Regions from separate parts of the Mus musculus genome. Here region 1 is linked to region 2. The links are chromatin contacts, called in public Hi-C maps. All regions are on one chromosome and are shown on one strand. Each heading gives the region's core, a stretch centred on a gene start, on an enhancer-like site or on the middle of the called end of the contact. The rest is flanking DNA. Distances are from core to core; before and after follow the strand shown. Region 1 has its middle 32 kb from the start of Gm46242. Region 2 has its middle 10 kb from the start of Gm28380.

Evidence for each region. Hi-C and Micro-C count contacts between places; a contact is called where the count stands out from the background.
Region 1: a Hi-C map of uterus shows a contact between it and region 2, with 2.2 times the contacts expected there. The contact joins two enhancer-like sites. A contact is called at or near these places in 2 of 484 Hi-C or Micro-C datasets (cerebral cortex and uterus) and 1 of 115 datasets of contacts at active chromatin or transcription factors (embryonic stem cells).

The regions. Positions count from the first base shown.
Region 1 is chr1:91,908,475-91,915,653 of GRCm38.p6, forward strand. No RefSeq gene overlaps it. Among named protein-coding and RNA genes, the nearest start is that of Gm46242, 32 kb to the left of the region's middle. Within about 2 kb of position 3,952, at least 33 of the 459 cell types and tissues checked have an H3K27ac peak or open chromatin away from gene starts, as enhancers often do. A contact at or near this core is called in uterus, where this site is marked.
Region 2 is chr1:91,597,196-91,604,356 of GRCm38.p6, forward strand. No RefSeq gene overlaps it. Among named protein-coding and RNA genes, the nearest start is that of Gm28380, 10 kb to the right of the region's middle. Within about 2 kb of position 3,631, at least 47 of the 459 cell types and tissues checked have an H3K27ac peak or open chromatin away from gene starts, as enhancers often do. A contact at or near this core is called in uterus, where this site is marked.

The DNA of each region.
Region 1 (7,179 bases), core at 2,702-5,201, 310 kb after region 2:
TATGGAAACTACTTTGAAAATTGATGTTTGTGGAAAAACCCCACTGTCGCCACTGTTATGTAATTTTGTGGCTTTAAGTATAATTTTTCATCTATAAAGCATCTGAGGTTCATGTCTTTTTAAACTAACGGACAAAATTTTCTTTGACCTCCTTGAAAGTCTCCCAAATGAAGAGATCTTGTGAGATATAAACCCAGGGATTAAAAGAAATTTACAAACTAACACCTTTCCTCTCAAATAATTTGCAACAACTAATCCGGATTGTCACGGAAAATGAATGCACACAAAATGATAGAGGAAAAAAAAAAGACACTCGCAAAAGCCAATGAGTGGAGGTTACCGATTAAGGCATCGTCATGGCAACTTAGCCCATACTTACATGCCATGACTTTATCTTCTTTCCACCAATCACAGCTACTGAAAGCAAGCTGCTAAATAAAAAGCACTTAGAAGCAGGACTTGGGTCCACTTTGTTAAAAACCATCAAGCTGGGGAGTTGGGGCTTAATTCACATTAAGAACAAACGCTGCTTGGTTCTTGTGTGCTTAGCATGACAGGGCAACCTGTATGCTTAGCATGACAGAGCAGTCTATGTGCTTAGCATGACAGGGTAGTCTGTGTGCTTAGCATGACAGAGCAGCCTGTATGCTTAGCATGACAGGGCAGACTGTGTGCTTAGCATGACAGGGCAGTCTGTGTGCTTAGCACGACAGCAAACACAAGCACATGTGCTAGCAGAAAGTTCTGCCCCTCCCCCCCCCCCAGAGTCCTACCTTAGGGTCCTCTATCACTGACATAGTCAGGGAATCCCCCAGTACAAGGTTCTGTGGTGGCCCAGGCCAGGGGAAAGATGGGGCTGCTTAGGCTCTCAGGCTCTTCCCTGAGTGCAGGATGCAGGCTGACGATACCTGTGTGCTCACTCCTGAGTTTAGGGGTACCTGTGGTGGCTTCATAATGAGTTCTCTAGAAACAGAAAGCAACCTCCTGGGTATCTGGGGGTCACCCAAGAAGTCACTTAATCAGTGGTACCTCAGGGTGCTGATGGCTGTACAACCTGTGGTTCCTGTGCTCTTAGAGTCCCTTGTCATTGGTGAACATCCTTTTGACAAACTGTGGCAGGAATCCTAGAAAGAGCTTGTGGCTATAAGGCCCAGTGGCTTTTCAGGGATGTGGGTTGGCTTGGCTGTCTTCACAGGAGTTTCTGTTTTATTGATGTGTGGCTTACTCAACTAGGCAGTGTGGATGTAGAAAAATACTTCCAGTGGTCATTTTTTTTTCTTTTTACCCACAAAATGACTTCAAAGGCACCACCATTCTGTGCCCAGCCAACAGGGTCCATCTACCCTGTCTAGGATGTGATATCTGGATCCCACTGTGTTCTTTAGGCCCGGCTCATGAGCCTATCAGGGAGCTGGTAGGGGTTGTCTCCCCAAAGTAGCAGGCTAGTGCCCCTTTGGAGGTTCAGGAGATCCTTAGAACTGTATGCCTAGGGCTCACTAGGCTTATTCCAGGGACACATTCCCAACCTATCTGCACACAGAACGATCCTGCAGACTAGTGTTTCACAGAACCCCAGTTTGGAAAACTCACACACCTGTCTGTGTGTGTGTGTGTGTGTGTGTGTGTGTGCGCGTGCGCGCGCAGGTTTTCTAATGCAGAAACTCCTGCATCACAGTAAGTGATGACTGAATCCAATCTCTGAACAGGCTTGGTTGGCATTCACAGCTGTGTGTGTTCTATGTCGCTGTAACCCAGGCCCTCTGAGGACAATTTTGCTGATACAGGAGAGCCATAAGTAGGGCAGTGGGCAGGCTAATGGTAGGGAAATAACACCTGTCTAGACAAAGATCTTACTGCCTGTGCAAGGTTCTCACACTATTTTAAACATTCTATCATCTCTTCCTTCTCTGTGGAATGAGGATCTGAGAGGGCACAGTGGGGCTCCCTGGGGAATGTTTTACTGGGAGTCAAGCTAATCTTGAGCGCTGCCTGACAGATATTGTTAGAGGCCAGGGTCCAGTCAGGGTGGCTTTCAGATGGTGTGTCTGTTCAAGTGGGGAGAGGGATTCACCATGGCACCTATGCAGACTCACGAGTGACCAGCAGTCAGCCCGTTTCACCATCTGGTACTAAGATTCCCCGATGATGCAGACCAGGAACTGCAGGTGTGATGCGTGCCACTGGGCCAGACTGAGGGTGGGTTCTCACAAACATGGTGCTGGGCTGAACTCCCCGGTGGAAGAAACCTGTGGCCATCTTGCTGCAAGTCAGGACTTACCCACAGAGGCATTGCTTGACCAGGGACAGACTCTGGAGCAGACAGGGGCTAATCCAGGCACTCGGGAGGAATGGCCTTTGTGCAGAAGACCTCTCTTGTCCTCCTGATGAGGAAGGTTCTTGCAGACCCTGTGCAACCCACGCCAGATCTCTTTGCCTGCTCTAGTGGTGGGTGGCTCAGCTGCCTCTGGGTTCAGAATGACCTTTCTTCCCACTTCCCGTGTGGGAGTGCTCGTCCCGGCCAACGCGCATCGGTTATCTTGAATCATTGTAATCTGCTCACTGAAGCATTTCCACCTGTGGGATTTGGATGATCCATAAAAGAGACAGAACTCCCCGCTGAACGAAGGAGAGCTATGCATTCGGAACTTGACTTATGGTCACAAACCCAAACGTGTATAATTTTTCTGCTAAGATTGGGGATGAGGGAGGATTACATGTGACCTCGGGTCTGCTTCATTTTCCTTCTCAGAAACCAGACATTTATATGGCTGATTTTAAAGTCGCTCTTAGAAAATGGGAAAGCTGCATGCATGTATATAAAGCTTCAATGAAAAGCAGAAAAGGTGGGGAGGGGGACTCGTTTGAATTTTCAGGGATAGTTGTTCAACTATATCTATACAAACACATATTATATGGTCATGAAAAGTCATAAGCACATGGACATGATAGACATCGGTACCGTGAAGTGTGTTCAGATCAGCACGTGACTTACAGTAGGAACACGCAGCAAATGCCATACTCTGAGCACAGGGCAATGAGTCAAGCTCAGCGCTTACAGCTGCCAGTCACAGGATGCTTTGTTAAGATGGTGAGGTTCTGAGGAAATCTTATTATTAATGCTTTAAAGTTACTTTAGTACCCAATAAGTAGATGTATTTTTTTTAATTAAGTAACTAGATAACTCTTGTCAAATCTCTCTTGCTTCTGAGTTCATAAGAAGGCTCTGGGCTGTTTTCGTCGAGGCCCAGCCTCTCCAGCATCCTCCACAGGATGCTAGGAAGTAGGTGAGGCCCTGCATCACAGGGTCCTTGCTGTATTGGCTGTCAGTCAGCCCAGCTGTGAAGCCCTGGGAGTGGACATCATCGGCAGTAGGATATACTTCCTGTCTCAGCTGAGCAGTGGCTGCCTGCCCCACAGCCTGGGGGCTTCAGTCTTGTTTGTTGAGTGTCACAGGTTCTAAGTCTGCACCTGAACTGACAGTCCTGTGGGAGAGAGAGGGCATGTGGCATGGTGGCCACCCCTGGCCATTGCAGTTTTGGTCAAGGCTCCTTTTAAAGAAATGTTTCTGCCACTGGGAAGAGTGATTTTTGAAACCTGATGCATGGGCATAGAATCAACGGGAGTTGCAATCTTGCTGGGATACCTTAGCTGGGACACTGTGGCTCGCAACTTTGTTGCTTTTGAAGGCTGAGAAGGGAGGAGGTAGGTGCTGCCTGCAAGGACTTGTGTAGGAAAGCACTGTGAAGTTCAGCTGGAGACGCTGGGAAGGGGCAGCGGTTTAGACAGGATGCCAGGTCTGTGGGTGGTAACAGACCTCCCAAAGCCTGGGCTACCGGCAGTACCTGCTAACACCTTGAGGGCAGGGTGGTGCTGGACAGGACTGGAGGTGGGGTGTGGGTAAAGAAGAGGCTCCTTCCTTCAGCCTTCTAGCCCTGCCCCCTGGCCGCAGGCCTGTGTTACCATGTCAACCAGGGAAACAAGTGTTTGAGAGGGTGACCACCCAGGACTTGGGGCTGAGTAGGGTGTGTGCCATTGTTAGGTGACATCAGTGAGAGGTCTTGTCTTCCTTAAAGAAAAACAAACCTAGGAGGGACAGAAGGGCAGTGCTCAGAGCACAGCTGACAGAGACCAGGAGGACGAAGGAGAGACCAGCCCTGCTTGTCCTCCATCCTTGGCATGCAGCTGCTGTATGCTCCCAAACTGACAGATTTTTTAAAAGTCATGTTACATTTCTTTACACCCACTTCCTCCCCACAGACACCCCTTCTTCTCTGCACAGTGAGCATCCTAGGTTAGCAGGCTGACTCCCCTCGGCCTTCCTCTGCACCAAGAGTCCAGTGCATTGTCTGCATTTGCTCCATCACATCTGGTCTCTGGTGCCCTCCCTCACAAATCCCCCATCCCTGGTCTCCAAGGAGGAGATTTGGCCTACATCTCCATAGCTGCTTTTCACAAGGATGTCAGAAATCTGGCTGGAAGTCCTAGAACCCTCCCCCGCCCCGCCCCTGCCTACACTAACATTCCATCACATCCCAAACATCTGGCTGCATCTGCATTGCTGAGCGAGTTGCCACAGCCCACATTGCATGCGGGCATGGGGACCTTTAGACAGAGGGAGGGTCTCACCACTGGCCTGTGGCTCAGATCTGAGGTCAGAAGGCATGCTGTCCCACAGACTCCTCCTCCTGTAAGAATCTCACAAGATTGTCCTCAGAGTGAAACTCCAGAGCAGTGGATGTGGCCCTGGGACCTGTTAGCCCCTCCAGGTCCTCATGGGGGCGGGGGTGGGTGGGTGTCTCATCCTTGGAGTCTGAGCCAAGGCTTGGCCCTGTGGACTCCAGAGCAGCTCAGGTACCCAGGGCAGGCCTTAAAAAATACATAAAGGGCTTGGTAGATGGTTTAACTGGTAAAGTGCTTGCCTTACAAGCATGAAGAATGCATGGGAGTTCCATCTTAGAGATAATGCAAAGGCATTTGTAACCTTAGAACCGGAGGCAGAGAGAAGCAGAGATCCCGTGTTCACTGGCCAGCCAGCCTAGCTTCCAGTGACACCCCCTCCGCCCCCAGGGAGACACCTGAAGATGACTCCTGCACATACACAAGTGGGTGATGCATCCTGTGTTTTTGACACGTGCAGGCAAAATTGGGGTGAATTTGAGAGTGAAGATACAAAGCAACCCTGGGCAGTGAGGCCACCTCTGAAGGTCAGAGGAAATGGTGGGGTAGAGTTCTGACAAGTCTGAGCCCGTGGTCCCTTGTCCTCTCCTAGCAAACCCCTGAAATACTGAAGTCGGGGGAGGGGTCGGGGGAGGGGGCAGATCTTTCTTGTCCTATTAGGACCTTTTGTGGCCCCTGGCTTCCAGACACACTAGCCATGCGGCCTGCTTAGATCACTCAGGACCTTTTGGACAATCCAGAGCTGACTTTTCATCACACTTTGCTGATTAAACTCTTGACCCATGGTGGGAAGCTTGCTGTCTGTGGAGCTGTGTCATCCTGCGGCCCTGACCCCATAATCCACGGGATCCATGGCAGGGACCACAAGGGGGCGCCATACCTCAGTGTTAATTTTCTAGCAGACCTCTCAGTCCCTTGGCAAGGTCTCCTGATGGGGGTGTCCTCAGGGAGGGGTCAGTTTGCATTAGAGGGCTGAGTGTCAGTGATTCACCTCTTCAGGACAGAGGACACTTTGGGCAGGAAGGAGGTGTCCATAGTTTTTGTGTGGGTGGAGGACTCGGCGAGGCCCTCTCTCAGGGAGTCCCTCTCTCAGGGAAGGTATGGGAAAATCTTGTCTTTTTCAGGTTATTCACCCTACCTCCACCCCCCATCCCAAGCTGCAAGAATCTTAAAGCAAACAAATCAGTTTCTGCAAGAGAACACAAGATGCAATATCCATGGATACAGATACATATGTGTATCCTGTGGACACACACACACACACACACACACACACTCGAAAACACAAGATACACCACCCACATATACATATACATATACATATACATATACATATACATATACATATACATATACATATACATATACATATACATATACATATACATATACATATACATATACATCATATACATATACAACATCATATACATATACAACATCATATACATATACACATACACATACACATACATATACATACTTCTGTGTCATAGATAGGCACACACACATGATTTACCACCCACAGATACACATATATACCTGTACACACACACACACACACACACACACCCCACACACACATGCACATATTCTGCTCACATCCCTCCTGCTCCTCTAAGCAGACCTCCTCTGCCAGAGCCCTGGCAGGCCCGCCCTGTCCAGTTCCCAGGTTGATTTACCGCCCAAGAGAGTGAGGAAGCCCAGACTCCCTTATGGACTATACTTCCTTGCCAGCAAAGTTCAAGGTAGGGTCAGTTCTCTTCAGCATTGGCTTTCCAGCTCCCTGCCAAGCTGGGCCACAATATCCCTTTGGGGGAAGGAGACCTCCCAAGCAGAGGGTCCAGAGGACTGAGGACGCATAAGGAGCAAGGAGATGCAGGCTGGGGTACAGAGCCCAGTGGTGCTCTCCCTTGTGTTGTGAACACCCTCCCAGATCCAGCCTCTCACACAGTGTGTCTGTAAAGGACGGTGGCTTGGTCAGGGGACCTCCAGTCCTTCTGTGCCAAGTAGGATGCTATGTATGGCCTGGGGGGCTTTGGTCCCTGTAGACATCGATGTACCAGCCTGGCAGGAACCTGATTGTATCCTCTTAGGCTGGAACTGTCTTGAGGGTAAGGACCGTACCAGGCATCCTAGTGAGAAACTGCAAGGAATATTCCGGAGGAATGGAATCCTGAGAATCACCACCAGCACAGATATCACATCAGGGTGGGTGGAGGTTGGGGGTGGGGCTGAGGGTGGGGCTGTTGGACTAGTCCAAGCCAGCACCTTTTCTTTGCAGGTCTTCCTGTTTGAATAAGTAAACTTTGTTTTTCCTTGATGCGAAGCAATATGCTGTTTCTTATTGAAACGCTAGTAGACACTCTTTTTTAGTTGTTGTTTTTGTTTTTTTTTGTTCTGTTTTCCAGACAGAGTTTCTCTGTGTAGCCCTGGCTGTCCTGAAACTCACTTTGTAGACCAGGCTGGCCTTGAACTGAGAAATCCACCTGTCTCTGTCCT
Region 2 (7,161 bases), core at 2,381-4,880:
TTCCTGAACCTCAGAGGATCCCACACCCAGTTCTGCCCTCCAGCTGGACTTGCCCCTTTGAGCCTGTCTGTTGGGGGGGGGCACAGGAGAAAACCCACTTTTAAAGTTTTTCTTGGAGTATGGTTTGGTACCAGGCAGGCCTGTTGTTTAATTACTATTTGGCGAAACTGAGGTTCAGGAGGCTAAACAGGGGTGTCCAAGTTGGTGCTAAATCTACATGACAGGCCAGGAGCCCAAATACTCCTCTTCTGTCTTTGTGGGTCTTTGTATCAAACTGATCATATGCCCTGGTCATGGGGGAGTGGGGAAGGGAGGTTGGGCTGCCCACAGTCCTTTTTCTTCTGAGTTCCAGAGGGAGGCGGTGCTGCTGGTGGGGTTGGGGATGGAGAATAACTGTATGGCAGAGGCTCTGCCAGGCCTGAGTGATTCTCATCTGTATGGTGACATTGGATCGGCCAACCCTGGGACCTCCACAGAAGTTGATGCAGCTGGGTAGAGGGAAATAAGTTTGATTGTTGTTGCCAGAAAAAAAAACGATGTCTAAGTAGTGACAACCACTTAGGGATGGTGGTGTTCCAGGAAAGGAAGCTGAGAAGTGGGCGGGGGTTGGCAAGAAGCTGGTTTTATTTTTAAGACAGGAGAGATGCCCACATGCTTTCCCACAGTGGAGAGTGGCAGGGAGTTGGGGTTGGGGGTGATGGGAGACGGGAGACGGAAGACTCAGAGGTGTTTAGACAGTGGTTCTGGACTGGTTCCCCAGGACCCTGGGATGGAGAGGAGTGTCCCTGGATGGGGCAGGACCAGATGACATTCTTTCCAATACAGGGAAGGCTAGGGACACAGGTGTAGGGAGGACGTGGAGTGTAGGGTGGAGGTCTCCCCAAGTGGCTTCCAGAAGCTGTGGGTGCGGGGAGTGGGTGCTTTGGTTAGAGACTTTGGAAAGGGAAGAGGATGCTGTTTGAGAAGGGCATTTAGTGACACTGAGCGAGGCATCACAGGAGAAGGTGGGTCCTGTTTTCGAAATGTATGTGTAGTTCATAATGATGGAAGAGAGATAGGAAGGAGAAGCTGGGAGTCCTTATCTAGAACTAGTGAGGTCTGCCACGAAGGTTTTCCTTTGAGGGGCTTAGTTCTGTTTTTTTAAAGATTCTTATATGGACATAATTGATTTATTGATCATGAAAAGAGTATTTAAACATGAAACAACTGAGGAAATTATCTAATTTTGGATTAAAAAGGACTTGAGGCTGCGTACCAATTGTCCTCAGATATTTGAAGGTGAAGGGACAGAGTACTTCGGGGGGGGGCGTTGTGTATTCTTGGTCACAGGAAGATCTCTTGGCAAGACGGGGTGGAGGCAGGCCTTCACGGGCAGGGCGGGTGGTCCGTGGTGCGTTTGATGTGATGGTGGTGATGTTGTGAGCTTTCTAACACAGCGGTAAAATTCCAAGACTGCTCGCTCTCAGGGAGGAAAGGCAGCTGGTGGTAGAAGGAACTCTTTTTTTTCTCAGGAAGCTACCAGAGAAAGGAAGAGTAGGTGACAAGCCCAATATCCCTTTAAAAGATGCCTCCATGATGACTTAGCCTCTTCCCCAAAGGCCACACCTCCAAGGGCTTTCATTGTCTCCCAGAAGCGCTACAGGATGGAGGTGGGCAAACCTTAAGCACACGGACTTTCAGGGGACATTCAAAGTCCAAACCATAGCAGTGGTGATGATAGAGAAGGTAAAGGAGGCTGATGATGGTAGAGATGCTTACAGTTTTCATGGAGAGGTTGATGCTGATACAGAGGATTGTGTGGGTGACTTTTTTGTTGTTGTTGTTTTGTTTTGTCTTTTGAGGTAGGGTTTCTCTTTGTAGCTGTCCTAGAACTTGCTCTGTAGATCAGTCTGGCCTTGAGCTCAGAGACCCACCTGCCTCTGCCTCCCGAGCACTGGGATTATAAGTGTGTGCCACCACACCTGGCTTGACAGCTGTGAACTTCAACATCCTTTATATTCACATTATCTTGGCAGGGCATAAACACTAATTTCTTTTAAAATATTTTTATGTATATTCATTTATGTGTACGTAAGGGGGCATGCACATCCCACGGTGCATATGTAGAGGTCAGAGGGCTATTTGTTGGGGTTGGTTTCCTTCTACCACGTGGGGCCCAGGGATGGAACTCCAGTCATCAGGCTTGGTGGCAAGTGCTTTTATGTGCTGCACCATCTTTATGTTCTACAGACATTTGTCCCTATGTCCAGCTTCTACTGGCATGGGCTCTCTGGAAAACGCTCAGCTGTTACCACATTCAGCACTGAATGAGGCTAAGAAAACACGTGGTGTCTGCTGGCCAGAGACAGAGTTGGAACTTGACACAGACCTCCCCAGCCTAGGACTCCATCTCCTTCATCTGGAGTGTTAGCATCTTCCTGTAGACCAAAGACACCTGGGAAAGCGTGACTGTAGCCCCCTGCACTCGGGCTTGGGACCTGAACCATGTGGGGCGAGGAATAACACAGAGGTCAGAGAGTGTTCTGCAGGAAGCTCTGTGCCTTGTGTCCTCTCCTCCCTTAGTGATTTCCCAGGATCCTCTTCTGGCTTTTGTGTCTCTTTTTACTTTTTCCCCAGCTCTGAAATACAGATGCTTCCCTGAACTCTTAGTCCCCAGACTGCTCCACAGGTGCTGTGGTTCTAAGCCTCAGCCTCCAGCTTGACGGAGCATCCTGATGGCCCAACGCTGCAGTTTTGTCTCCGCCTTCTCAGAGCTCCCCTCTTGCAGTCACACTATCCTTCCCCTCCCTGATGCCACCCCCTACCTTGGAACCTTGTTCTGGAGGGACTCTCTGGCCATCACCTGAGCATTGAACCCCAGGTCCTCTGCAGCTTCAGGGCTGTCCTCATGCCCCATGCCCTCTGCATTAGCACCTGGCACTCAGTGTGATTGGTTTCTTACCCTTTGTGTTGCCCCTGTGCTCTGCTCATGACCCTATAGGGCTTCTGCCGTCTTAAGATGGTATCTGATCTCTGCCACTGGTCTCTCCATTACTCTTGGGTTTTTCATATCTTTCCCGCTGGAGTTTACAGTCTGATTCAACACCCAGACTGTGTCCTTGGCTTGGAATGACTTTCCCTTTCCTTCACGGAGAAACTCCACTCCTTCATTCTGGCCCAGGAAGGGCATCAGTCTGCAAGGTATTTGCCCAATTCTCTCTGGGGTGCCACATTCCTGCTTGCCCTTCCCTCTGTTTCTCTGATGGCTGGGACCCTCCTCTTTGCCTCTCCCCCAGGGTCTCTGTGACAGTCTGTAACAACACTAGTGATAGGGCTTTAACAACACTAGTGATGTCCCTTCCTTTTGGTGCTCCGAAGGATGCTCAGGGCACTTGCTGGGTGTAGCAGAGCTGGGATCATCATCATTCAACAAGCATGTGTTGTGAGCCTCTGTCTCCAGCCAAGTGTGCAAGCCCAAAGCCTGCAGGCAAATGGCAGGAGGGTGGTGGGCTAACACACTGCTGGGGACTCTGCACCTTGGGCTTGAGTGAGTGAAGCTTGGCCAAGGGCCTGCAACCCCAGCTGCTCAGGGCAGGGCACACAGGCTGCTCTGCTGCTGCACTGAGGTGTCATGGACACCAGAGGGCTTGGCAAGAGTCAAGTCTCAGCCTGTTGGCAGCAACCACTGTTGAGAGGAGCACGCGGCTCTCTCTGTGTGAGCCCAGGTCTGTGGGGACAGGAGAGGGAGCTGCTGAGCAGCTCCCGGGGTGCCTGCTTTCTCTCATCAAAGGCTCAGCTGGGTAGCAAGGGCACAGGGACTAAGATGGAGGCTGGCTGGGTGAAGCCAGCATCAGTATTAGGCAACAGCCCCAGATCCCTTTGTTTCTATGCTCCTTCCAAAGTGGCAAAAGATCAAGGCCCCAAGCTTGAAATAACAAAAGGGAAATCGCTTGCAGACTGTGCATCTGGAGGCCAGAAGGACTGCGAGAGCTGTGCACAGAGGGATGGGGGAGGGGCAGGGTCTGGACCTGATTCATAAACTTTCCTGAGCTCCCATGGCCTGGCAGTATGGGCCGAGGTTGGCCCGGTATAGCTCCTTCCACTCGCAGTGGGGCACGGTTGCAACACCTTGCCCCTGGGCTTTGGGATCCTGTTGTTGGCTGGGTCTGTGTGCAGTGTCATTGTCAACCTCCCCAGGTCCCAAATGCTTGATTTGGGTCACATCCTGGGGCTGAGGTTAATGAAGATCTACTGCAGATCTCTGCAGCCTAGCTGGTGACATGTATAGACACCTGTCCATGATTACCAGGGGCCTGAGGAAAGCCAGTTTATAGAGCCCTGTGGGCTTGCCTTGCTGACAGACAATAGGGCTTCCTCCTGGGGCAAGGGTGTTATACACAGGGCACCACACCTGGGCCCTGAGTCAGAGTGTGGGCCTCATAAGGACTGACTTCAGTGAACTTAGCCCACCTGCTAGTTTGTCCTGGGGTTAGGACTTTCAGAGGACTTTACCCAGCATCAGGGCTGAAGCATTCTCTGCAGAAGTGGGGAGAGCTGGGGTTTCTTGTCTATACGCCATAGTTTGGATCACTCAGAAGTCAGCCAGCATGACTATGGAGGACATCCAGGTGGCAGCTGACACTCACACATTGCTGTCACTGACAAGAGACTTGGCTTCCAGGCCTGGCACACCTGGTTCCATCCCATGCTTGGCCCAGGTGGGTTTTCTGTCCTTGTCAGAAACAGCTGGGGTTGGGAGCTGATGAATGGGTTGTCTGAGGTCACACAGCTGGCCAATAAGAGCTTCGAATCTAAGCCTCCTGACAACCAACTGTGGCACTTTCCAGAATCCTTGTCTCCTGAGACCTCAAGCAGTCCAAGCCCTTTCTCAGAAAGCCATCTTTCTAAAATGCTGTTTGGGTCCCATCACTTTGCACTTTAAAAGCTGGCAGTAGCCCTGGTCTTTAGAGGTTCTTTTGGAGACTGGGTGACAGTCGACCAGGGTTCTGTAGAAGTTCATGGATCAGCCCTCAGTGAGACATGGCAGAGGCAGGCTGTTCATTGGCCATGTGTGTCTTGTCAGCTGTCCGGGGTCCTGGGTGTGTCTCCTTAGGGCTCAGGCACTGGGTGGACCCTGATTGTACGATATTCTAGCCAGACCACCAGTAGGAGGCGCTGCTGTGGGGGTGAGGGTGGGTGGGTGGGTGGAGAGAGGTGGGGCTTCTCTGACGCTGTTTCAACTATTGCTGGTGAGGATAAGACTGGGCAGGATAAAGCTGCAAGTCAGGCAAGTGGAGGGAGCACTTGCTGAGATTTCTAGGGACACCTGTTTCAGACCCAGACTGCATCCTGCCTCCCTCCCTTAGGTTGGATCTGGCATTCTGAGGCCTCCTTAAGCCTCTATTTTCAGAGCTTTGGGAAGTAGAGCCTCATTTCCTGGTTTATTTTCTCATTTTAGCGGGATTTGCATCAGGGGTTATACACTCCTTAGTCTGCCACAGTGAAACAGAAGTCAACTGACTGTTAATGTCAGGGGAAAGATGCAGTGTAAGTGAGCACCCGTTCAGATGCATTTACACAGTGACTTTTTTAATGGCAAGACAGTGAGGCTGAGTCCGTCTGCTCTGTGGTTCCTGTTGATGCTTGCACGACGGACTTTCTCACTGCAGCAGGGAGAGCCAGGGGGTTAGCAAGAGAGCGGGTGCATCTGATCTGGGAAAGTGGAGCTCTCTGTACAGCAATGGGCACTGGCTTGGGGCTTCCTGTGCAGTAGTTGACTGTAGTGGCATTTGCCCTTCCCCTGCCCAGCATCCTTGGTGGACCATGGTCAGAATCTGGTCAGGGCCTGGAGCTGGGCTGGGGTTTTCCAGTGTAATGTCCCCAGTGTTGCTGTGGCTGGAAGGATATTGTTTCTTGGTCTGGTGCTTGGATTCCTAGGTGCTGATGGTGACGGGCTTCTGCCTAAGATGTAGAGGCTTCCCTCCCACAATGCTCATCTTCTCTCCAGTCTTGTTCCTTATATGGGGTTGGCCTTTCTCAGGAACCCTTTGTTCCCCGTGAGTCCTGACGCTTGGTGTTTGCTTGTCGTAGGCTTCCAGACCTTCTGGAACACACTGATTTGGAACAAGCTTCCTATCCATCGGGATAATGGAATGACCAGACAAAACCTCCTTCAGATGTGCTGACCCTCTCAGCATCTCAAATCCAATGAATGCAGCCATCAAGGAAGCACAGTTCACAGGGGCTGGCATGGATGGGGATACACGCTTGCCTAAAGGTTAACGTTCCTCTGCCATTCCACACCTATAGCAGCCAGCAGAGTAAAGTCTAAGAAAGGCAGACTGAGGAATTCCGGAGGGGTATGTGGGGAAATGTTTTCATCCTTTTTTTTTTTTTTAAATATAGAATAGAGCTTATTCAGGGCATGGGGAGGGGAGTTAAGAGTTAAGAGGCTAGTAGAGGCAGAGAAAGGCAGAGAGAGGGAGAGAGTAGAAAAGTAGAGGTTGGCCATGAACTCGTGGAGAGAGGGGGAAGAGAATCAGAAAGGGAGGGGGGAAGGGAAGAGCCCAAGAGGCAAGAGAGAAACAAGGGAGCAAGAGTAAGAGCTGTTTTCGTCTTCTTGAGGAGCAGAAGATATTTTGATATCTTGGGCCTTGCTTCTGGCCCAGAAGCAGTTGATATTAGGAATGAACCAAAACATGGGATCTCAGAGCTTACTTTGAGTTAGGTCTATTTCTTGTGCTGTGTGCTCCATGCAGGGAAGCACAGACTCTATGTAGACACACAGGGCCCCACATTGACTGAATCTCTACTGTTTATGATGGCCCAGTTGGGGAAGAGACATGTGGAGGGTCACATGCTAACTTTCTTATGTCTTGACTCCTATAGAATCTGTATCTCTTCCACCCATTGGTTAGAACTAGAACTGGTCATGTAACTCAACTGTATGGCAAGGGGATGGGGCAATGTAGGAATCCAGTTGAAAATTTATGAACACTATAGTTCCTATTACAAATTCTATGTCAGGGCACTAAAACACATAAAAGTAAGATGGAATGAATGGCTTTCTTGGAAGTGTAAATCAGCATAACTGACCTGAGTTGCAAATTAAGATGCAGAAGGAACTATGGGGGAAGAGTAAAAATCGTGTACCTGTGAGGACTGGATCACCTGGAACACCTC